2 separate regions of the Pan troglodytes genome follow, and region 2 is linked to region 1. Evidence: chromatin contacts called from public HiChIP or PLAC-seq data. All regions are on one chromosome and are shown on one strand. The core of a region is the stretch at or near the end of the contact, and the rest is flanking DNA. Distances in the headings are between cores, read along the strand shown. Region 1 holds the start of SLC2A6 (solute carrier family 2 member 6). Region 2 holds the start of MED22 (mediator complex subunit 22).

The links. HiChIP or PLAC-seq counts read pairs in DNA pulled down with a chosen protein or histone mark.
Region 2: an H3K4me3 HiChIP or PLAC-seq map of stem cell-derived excitatory neurons shows a contact between it and region 1, with 5 times the contacts expected there. The contact joins the promoter of MED22 here to the promoter of SLC2A6 in region 1. A contact is called at or near these places in 1 of 7 Hi-C or Micro-C datasets (stem cell-derived neural progenitor cells) and 1 of 1 datasets of contacts at active chromatin or transcription factors (stem cell-derived excitatory neurons).

The regions. Positions count from the first base shown.
Region 1 is chr11:4,922,762-4,927,209 of NHGRI_mPanTro3-v2.0_pri, reverse strand. SLC2A6 (solute carrier family 2 member 6) reads right to left here and starts at 2,457. Exons shown (of 9, transcript XM_063787463.1): 1 at 2,271-2,457; 2 at 1,560-1,722; 3 at 341-547. The coding sequence starts at 2,362.
Region 2 is chr11:5,053,101-5,057,548 of NHGRI_mPanTro3-v2.0_pri, reverse strand. MED22 (mediator complex subunit 22) reads right to left here and starts at 1,902. Exons shown (of 5, transcript XM_016962002.4): 1 at 1,713-1,902; 2 at 311-471. The coding sequence starts at 433. RPL7A (ribosomal protein L7a) reads left to right here and starts at 1,990. Exons shown (of 8, transcript NM_001246603.2): 1 at 1,990-2,017; 2 at 2,693-2,813; 3 at 3,325-3,474; 4 at 3,686-3,826; 5 at 4,014-4,093; 6 at 4,371-4,448. The coding sequence starts at 2,015. LOC112204448 (small nucleolar RNA SNORD36) reads left to right here and starts at 4,230; the gene lies at 4,230-4,302. It overlaps LOC112204449 (small nucleolar RNA SNORD36), which reads left to right and starts at 3,869; the gene lies at 3,869-3,942. It also overlaps LOC112204457.

The DNA of each region.
Region 1 (4,448 bases), core at 1,208-3,707:
GGAGTACCGCATAAGATAAGAAGGTCCCGGGGACGGTGTAGGGCGGGGACTTCCCTCTCCTACCCATTGCTCAATGCGGATTTTCTCCAATTGAGTAATACATCTGACCAGTCAAGAAACGGGGTAGAAGGCTTGGAAAGTCCAGAGTGGGGACCTGGAGACAATTTCCCCCAAATTAGCTGCCCTGCTGGGGGTGAGCTGAGGCGCCCTGGGCATCCGCAGGGAAGGCAAACAATTCTCATTGCCCAGAAGACATGGAGGCTGGGAGGCCTTAGTCAGATGGAGGCTCAGCACCAATACAGAGGCATTGGGGCGCCTGGGTGGGAAGGCCTGGCCTTACCGGGATGCAGGCAGCTGTGAGCCCCCCGGCGAAGCCCGTCAGCGTCCTTCCGAGCAGCAGCATCCAGAGGCCGTGCGCACCCGCCATCAGCGCATAGCCGGCCGCCGACGGCACAGCTGAGAACATGATGCTCAGCTTCCGGCCCAGGAGGTCGTTGAGGATCATGGCACTCAGGCCTCCGGCCGCTGCTCCCAGGGTGAACACGGACTGCAGGGGAAGGGGGTGCAGGGCAGATACGTCTGGGCACTTGGCACCCCAATCTCATCAGAGTCCAGGGACAGCTTCTTCCCTAGGCCGACCCCAGGAGCTGGTCAAGCACTTGGCCAAGTCAAGCACTTGAAACAGGGAGCCTCCTGTCTTCAAGGAACAGCCATTTGTTAGGGATGCCCAAACGGGGAATTCTGCTCTAGGGAAGAGGTGCTGCGCCACATATCCACAGTGGTTCTGTCCAGCCTGATGTTTAAATGTCTAATATTTTAATACAGGAGAATTCTGTGACTTGAAGGTACTGGGCTTTAAGATTTGGAGGTTCTTAAGTTCCCTGTACAGCAGCAACTGGGACCCCCTCTGGACCCTGCTAACTGGTAGTGGGACCTGGGCACATTGCCCAGCCTGTCTGCGCCTCAGTTTCTTCAGCTGTCTTATGGGGAGAGCGCAAGTTCTACCTCGTGGCGTTGGCCCTGAGAATCAATGAACGTTCAGGGCCCAACACATGCCTGTCACATAGGAAGTGCTCCGTAAACCTTGGGAATTTTTATCTTAACTACTATGTTAACAACTCTACATATGAGGCTATTAAGATTATAATTTTAGACTCTGGGACTTTGGGATCTTCCTCTCCATCAGCCCACAATCTGTCCTGCGGACCCTCCTTGCCCCAGCCAGTGCCTCTCCCCACTGACACCTGATACCCTTGCCCCCATCCAGCCAACTGTGGGTGTGGGGACCCGGGGAAGCCTCAGCCCCACCTAGTATAGACCCTGACAGCCACCTCCCCACCTGCTCCTTCCCTCACCCTCTCCACTGGCTTTCAGTTCCTCATTTCAGAGGAATCCTGTAGCTTTACTCCACCCACTAGTGGCCTGGATGGCCGGGGGAGGGGGGACCAGGGCCCTGGAGGGACCCCCAAGGTGGAGAATTTGGGAGGTTCCTAGCTGGAGATAAGGCTCAGCAGGTCCCTGCTTCCTGCACCCACCCTCCTCCAGAGGATGGTCCTTACCCCAAACCAGGATGCCTGGGATTTGGTCAGATGCAGGTCAGGATCCAAGGAGCGCTCCAGGGCTGGGATGACAGGGGATGTGTAGACCAGGGCATACCCAAAGCTGAAATTGCCGAGCACTGCGGCGAAGGTGGCCAGGAACACCCTTTTGTTCTGCAGGGTCCTGGTGATGGTGGCGGACAAAAAGACCAGGGTCTCTGAGTCCCTCCTCCAGGGACCATTGCCTTTTCTGAACCCAGTGGCTGCCCAGCTCAGCGGGCAGTGCTGGGGAGGCCTGGGTCCAAGGCCATTCACGTTCCCAGGGCCTGAGCCCCAGCTCCCCTGGGAAATTCCCAGGCTATTGTTAGCTCATCGCAGTGGCTGAGCCTCTGGTGCTGGGGCCTTTTCTCCGAGAGGAGGCTCTGGTTCTGCCCCCAGGGCGGCGGCTGGAGGCTTGCTGTGTGACCTCAGGCAGACCCCCTGCTCGCTGGGGCCTCAGTCTCACTGTCTGTGGCAGTGGGGGGCTGGGCCCGGTACTCTCGTGGATCGTTCCTTCCCTTAGGGGGACCAGTTCCTTAAATAGGAGTAGCGTGTCTGGGACAGGAGGGAGCCAGATGGCCCCTCGGTGGCGACTAGGTCAGGGGAGGCCCAGGGCGGGAGCCTGCCGCCGGCTGGAGGGAACCAGGGCCACCCCCAGGCCCCACCCGCAGCCCCCAACCTAGCGACTCTCACCCGACCCGCGCCCTGTCCCCTGGCGACGGGGGCGGCTTCTCGGGGAAGGTGTCGTAGTCCGGGCCCTCGGCTCCCAGCAGCGGCTCCTGCATGGCCGGGTCTCTCTCGGGGCGAGCGGAGGGCGCTCAGACTGGAGCAGCCGCCCGGGGCCAGCAGCTCCGAGGGCACCGGCCAGGCTCCGCCCCTTGGCCGCTATTGGCTGTGGGACGGCCCTGCAGAGACACGCCGGCCAATGGGGCGGCCGCACGCTGTCCTGTTGCTCGGATGCGGACCCGGCTTCCCCGGGCGCGGCCGGCACCGCGTGCGCCCCCGAAGGTCGCGCCCCCGAGACAGGATGGGGGTCCCAGGGCGGAGCCCCTGCTGGATCGTCCGGGGCCCCCGCGGAGCGCCGGAAGCGGCTCACCCGGCCCGGCTCTTGCAGGCGTGACTGCGGCAATGCGCGCAGCCCCTGTCGTACTCGCTCCCGCGGGGTGGAAACCGAGGCCCAGAGAGGCGAAGCCGCGCGCCAGGGTCACAGCGAATGCGCACCTCGCTCCTCCTTACGCTCTAGCCCTCCCCGTCGCGTGGCGTCTCAGGGCCACCTCTGCCCTGGCTCTCCCTGGCACCAGGGAATCGGGGTGTGTCAGGGCAGCAGCGGATGTGCGGGACGAAGGAGGCAGGAGGGGCCGGCGAGGCGCTGTGGGCAGCTCCAGTGGGCGAGGTCTGTATCCTCCACCCCAGGCTCTGGTGGTAAAAATAACCTGAGCTCGTGACACGTAACCCAGGTAGTAAGATAACATTGAAAAATAAGAAAAGCAGAAATGGAAAATTCCCGGGAAGACCGTCCTCAAAAAACCCCACAGCAGTTCCACCTCTCCCTTTGGGCCTTTTCGGGAAGAGGACGGAATCACGCCCTGCTCTGTTGGATGGACGTGCCACACACGCTTTTAAACGGAGCCTTTGTTGCTGAGTATTTGGGTCATTTCCCATTTTAGCTATTAACATGGTAAAGCATTTTTAAAAGTTAGAATTCCCTTTTATTATGATTGAAATACAACCATAATAGAACAATAAAATCACATCCATCTCCCGTCAGCCTGACCTTGAAGGCGTTTTAGCCTCTTCCAGTCTTTTCCTCAAGTGCCTATTTTGCATATTTGCTATTGGGGCCCCCATTAAACTGTGCAGCCCCTTTACGTCACCGTTTTTTTGCCATCAAGATCATAGGCTTTGGACTCAGGCACACCCTGGTATGGTGATCAGGCTGCACAGTCCTCGTGGCCATATATATACGTATATACATATATATGTGTATGTATTTTTACATATCTATATGTGTATTTTTTTTTTTTTTGAGACGGAGTCTCGCTCTGTTGGCCAGGCTGGAGTGCAGTGGCACGATCTCAGCTTACTGCAACTTCCACCTCCCGAGTTCAAGCGATTCTCCTGCCTCAGCCTCCCAAGTAGCTGGGATTACAGGCATGTGCCACCACGCCTGGCTAATTTTTGTATTTTTAGTGGAGACGGGGTTTCACCATGTTGGCCAGCTTGGTCTTGAACTCCTGACCTTGTGATCCTTCCGCTTCGGCCTCACAAAGCGCTGGGATTACAGGCGTGAGCCACCGCACCCGGCCTTCTCTTTTTTTAAAATGTATTTTTTTTCTTTTAAAATCAACTTTAGGCCAGGTGCAGTGGTGTGTGCCTGTAATCCCAGCATTTAGGAGGCCAAGGTAGGAGAATTGCTTGATGCCAGGAGTCTGACACCAGCCTGGGCAACAAAGTGACCCTGTCTCTACAAAAAGCTAAAAAAATTGTCCAGGTGTGATGGCAAGTGCCTGTGGTCCCAGCTACTCGGAAGGCAGAGGTGGGAAGATTGCTTGAGCCCAGGAGTTTGAGGCTGCGGTGAGCTGTGATCACACCACAGCACTCCAGCCTGGGTGACAGAGGGAGAGCCTTCTTGAAAAAATAAAATACAAGAAAAATCAACTTTGTTAAGCTATAATTTATATACAGTAAAATGAATCCATTTTAAGTATAGGTTGATGAGTTTTGACAATTGTATAACCCCGAACACCCCCAATCAAGATATAAAACATTTCCACCTTTTCTTTCTTTCTTTTATCTTTTTTTGAGACAGAGTCTCTCTCTGTTGCCCAGGCTGGAGTGCAGTAGTGCGATCTCGGCTCACTGCAACCTCCG
Region 2 (4,448 bases), core at 653-3,152, 130 kb before region 1:
TCTCCTGCTCATTGGCTGTGTGCCAGGCCCCGAGGTAACTGTTTTACACAGATAAACTCACCAGTCATCACAAGGACCCCACCATGCAGGAGAAACTGAGGCACTAAAAAGTGAAATCTCCATTCAAATCCATACTGTTAGTAAGGGCTGGACGTGCCATTATTTGGTTTGCTTATCTACTGACCAGCTCCCTGTGCACTGGGTGCTTCCTGCCTGGAACACGATTCACTCGCGCTGCTCAGCCCCTGGCCTCTCCTGTCTCCACCCCTTCTCAGACCCTGGTCCCCTTGGTGGGCCACCCCACCCCCACCTTGGCGGTCTTGATGATCTCGGTGAAGTTGTCCATGATGGACTTAATGTCGTCCTTCAGCCGCTTGTTGTAGGACTGCAGCAGCGTCTCCTTGCTCTGGGGCAGGGCTCTCTGCTGGGCCATGGCCGGGCCTCAAGCAGCGCAGCGGGGAGACCTGGGACCTAGAGTGCAGCACAGACCTCTGAGTGCAGGCAGAGTCTACCCCAGCCACCCTCTATGCCCCAACCTTAGCAGAACACGCAGATTTCTGGGGATTCCCTTTCTGCCAAATAAAGTCAATCACTGAAACACAGATGAACTCATTCCATCAGCAGACACCGCAGGGGGTGCCAGGACTGGCCCCGCCTTTGCCAGAGCAAGCTCATCCTGGAACTCCTGGCCAGCCCTCCAAGCCCTGTCCAGGGCTCCAGTCCAGACTTCACGTCCAGGCCCACAGCGTGTCCCAGGGAGCCCTGCAAACTCAACACCAGCTCCCCGTCCCCAGCCCCTGGCTTAACTTCTTAGCCCGCCGCCACCTTCGCCACGCCCTCCCATCCGAAGAGTCCTTCCAATTCGACCCCTCTGCACCGCCTACATCCACGCTTTCCTTCCACTCCCACTCAGGCTGCCCCGCTCCAGACCTCATCCCTGCACTGCGGGCCCCGCTCCCTCCAGTCTCTGCGCGGCAGGGAAGCGGTCCTAAAAAGTGGTCATTCCAACCGGGCGCGGTGGCTCACGCCTGTAATCCCAGCCCTTTGGGAGGCCGAGGCAGGGATCACCTGAGGTCAGGAGTTTGAGACTAGCCTGACCAACATGGTGAAACCCCAACTCTACTAAAAATACAAAAATTAGCCGGGCGTGATGGCAGGCGCCTGTAATCCCAGCTACTCGGGGGGCTGAGGCAGGAGAATCGCTTGAACCCGGGAAGCACAGATCGCAGTGAGCCGAGATCGCACCACTGCACTCCAGCCTGGGCGACAGGGGGAGACTACGTCTCCAAAAGAAAAAAAAAAGGGGGGTAATTCCACTCCCTCGCTTAACATCCCTCATGGTTCCCCGGTGCGCCGGAACAAGGGGCTCAAGTTCCGCGCCGCGCCTCTCGGCCTCTGCCCTGCAGCCGCACTGGACGGCCTCGGCGCTGGAGTTGCCTGGCCCTCGGGCCGGGCCTTTGCGCGCGGTGCTCAGGGAGGGCCCGGGGCCCCCTAGGTTCGGAGTCTGGCGCACGACCGAGCGGACTCCTGGACGCACTCGCATTGTTTGTGCCCATTTTTGGCGGGGTGTGGGAAATAAGTCACACGCAGGAAAGGGGATCTCCGACCCCAGCGCCTACGCACCCACCCACCCCCACTCCCGCCCACACACCCACCCCCCCTCCATCCCCACCCCCCACCACACCCTCATACCCTCCCCAGCGCTAGCGCACCAGACGCCGCGTCCGCCGGGTCGGCCTAGGGCGGGGTGGTCAAGTGCCTCTGCGACCCGCACTTTCCCGCGTCTCTCCCACGGCCTGGCCCTCCCGCCGCAGTCTCTCTTCCCCGCCGCGCCGCGGTCCGAACACCTAGTCAGCCGCCGCAGTCTCTCGGCCCCGCCTCGATTTTTAGCTTTATAGGAATGCTGTTGCTTTAAATCCGAAATCCCGTGCCGGTATCAACTCTCGCGATCTCCGAGGCCGCATACATATTACCCACAATTCCCTTTCCTTTCTCTCTCCTCCCGCCGCCCAAGATGGTGAGTGAGCTGTAGTTCCGTGGCCCTATAGCCAGGTTCCGGCTGTATCCGCTGCCATCCTCCTCCAGGCGCGGCCTCGGAGGGCCTCCTGCTCCTCCTGGCGCTAGGAGAGCCCCACTCGGTGTGGCACGGAGACACTGAGGTGGATTAGAGCCCCACTTGGTGTGGCACGGAGACATTGAGATGGACTAGAGCCCCGGGCGGCCGAGAGCGGAATGCGTTGTTCCCGGTGTCGCAGGGCTGGGTGTCGCAGGCCTGGAGCGCCGCAGTGCGGGGCTCGGAGCCCTAGCGTCTCTCGGGCTTGCTGGGGGCCGCTCCAGAGGCCTTGTGAGCGACGAGTTCTGAGCCCGCCCCTGTTGCTTCTGGAGCCTGCGGGGCCGCGACTCAGAGGAGTCATGAGTCCGGGGCGTCTCCTGGGTGGGCGACGCGAAGAGAGCGTGGTCTCGGGCTTAGCCTTGCTCTGGCCACTCGGGGTTCCCAGGGCTGCATGCTTGTGCGGCTGAATGTGAGATGCTCCTGTCGAGGGGTGGTGCTGGGGGGCTGCAGAAAGCTGCTCGCCAGCCTAGTTCAGGCAGGTGCTGTCAGCGTCCCTTGTTTTGGAGGAGCCAGTCTGAGCCCTACCCCCGACGAAGCGAGTGGAGGCGGCGGTTTAACTGACGTTTTCTTTTTGCCCAGCCGAAAGGAAAGAAGGCCAAGGGAAAGAAGGTGGCTCCGGCCCCAGCTGTCGTGAAGAAGCAGGAGGCTAAGAAAGTGGTGAATCCCCTGTTTGAGAAAAGGCCTAAGAATTTTGGCATTGGTGAGTAACAAACGGCAGAATGAAAACGGTCTATGTTTTTCTCAAGGGAAGGTGGTAATTAGGTTGTGTTGTATCTTGTAGGTTTTAGTGGGTGTAAAGTGGTCGCAGTCCTTAACTTGTGTCTCTTAGAGACGGGGGCAATGATGATACATGCTTCTTGCTTTCATTGGGAGTTGCTGAGCGAGCATTCAGCTCAATATGGTAGTGGCCTTGAATTCAGCTTAGCCATCTGGAAACAAGTACAGTAGCAGTGGCGCAGCGAGATACTAGGACTGCAATTCTGCTGTACTTCGTGGCACCTTGGCTTCTTGTTAGATGAGGAAAAGCATCGTGCTCTTTGTTCTCAGGTGTTTGTGTGCAGATGATGTAAAAGAATATTTGCTATCTGAGAGATGGTGATGACATTTTAAACCACCAAGATCGCTGATGCACCAACACCCTTCCTAGTGGCCCCAGACATGAACTTGACATGGAATTTGAGCCTCACTCGATGTCACCCTTTACTTCTCAGGACAGGACATCCAGCCCAAAAGAGACCTCACCCGCTTTGTGAAATGGCCCCGCTATATCAGGTTGCAGCGGCAGAGAGCCATCCTCTATAAGCGGCTGAAAGTGCCTCCTGCGATTAACCAGTTCACCCAGGCCCTGGACCGCCAAACAGGTGAGGTTCTGTGGCGTGGAAAGGAGTTTCTCAGGCAAGGATTCCTTATTTCATCCAGAACATGAGGGGGATGGTCTTAGGCTTCTTGAACTGCAATTGTCATTAAATTATAGTCATATAGCAGGACCGCAGTCCAGCATTTGTTATTAAGTGTTAAGTGACAAGGATTAGAACCTTGACTCCAAGCCTAAACTGAAGAGTGTTTTTCCAGCTACTCAGCTGCTTAAGCTGGCCCACAAGTACAGACCAGAGACAAAGCAAGAGAAGAAGCAGAGACTGTTGGCCCGGGCCGAGAAGAAAGCTGCTGGCAAAGGGGACGTCCCGACGAAGAGACCACCTGTCCTTCGAGCAGGTGAGTAGGCCCCACCTTAGGGTGAACACTGGGGGCGGGCTGTTGCAGTGATGTAAAATTTCTTCGCCTGAAATTACTGTGAAGAGTAAAACCGAGCTTTTTAACACTGAGTCAACAGCTGAGCCCAGCAGCTTCTTGTGATTAGAGCAGGGCCTGTGAGAGCTCACAAAGTGGTTGTGTGTTCTAGGAGTTAACACCGTCACCACCTTGGTGGAGAACAAGAAAGCTCAGCTGGTGGTGATTGCACACGACGTGGATCCCATCGAGGTGCGTTTGCCTGTTGACTGCTAACCCAAGGGCTTCTGGCATTACCAGGAAGAGAGAGTAGACCTAATGCCAAGTCAGTGATGGGACCGAAGTGGGTGAGGGCAGTACTGACACAGATCCAACACATGCGTGGCTCTTGCAATGATGTGAATCTCTCACTGAATTCAACCTTGAAGTGCGAATCCATGAGCTTTTTAACCCTGAGCAATTGTTACAAGCTAACTGAAATTTGCTGCTTTTGGTCAAAATACAGTCTTCAGCTAATGCTTTCTTCCAGCTGGTTGTCTTCTTGCCTGCCCTGTGTCGTAAAATGGGGGTCCCTTACTGCATTATCAAGGGGAAGGCAAGACTGGGA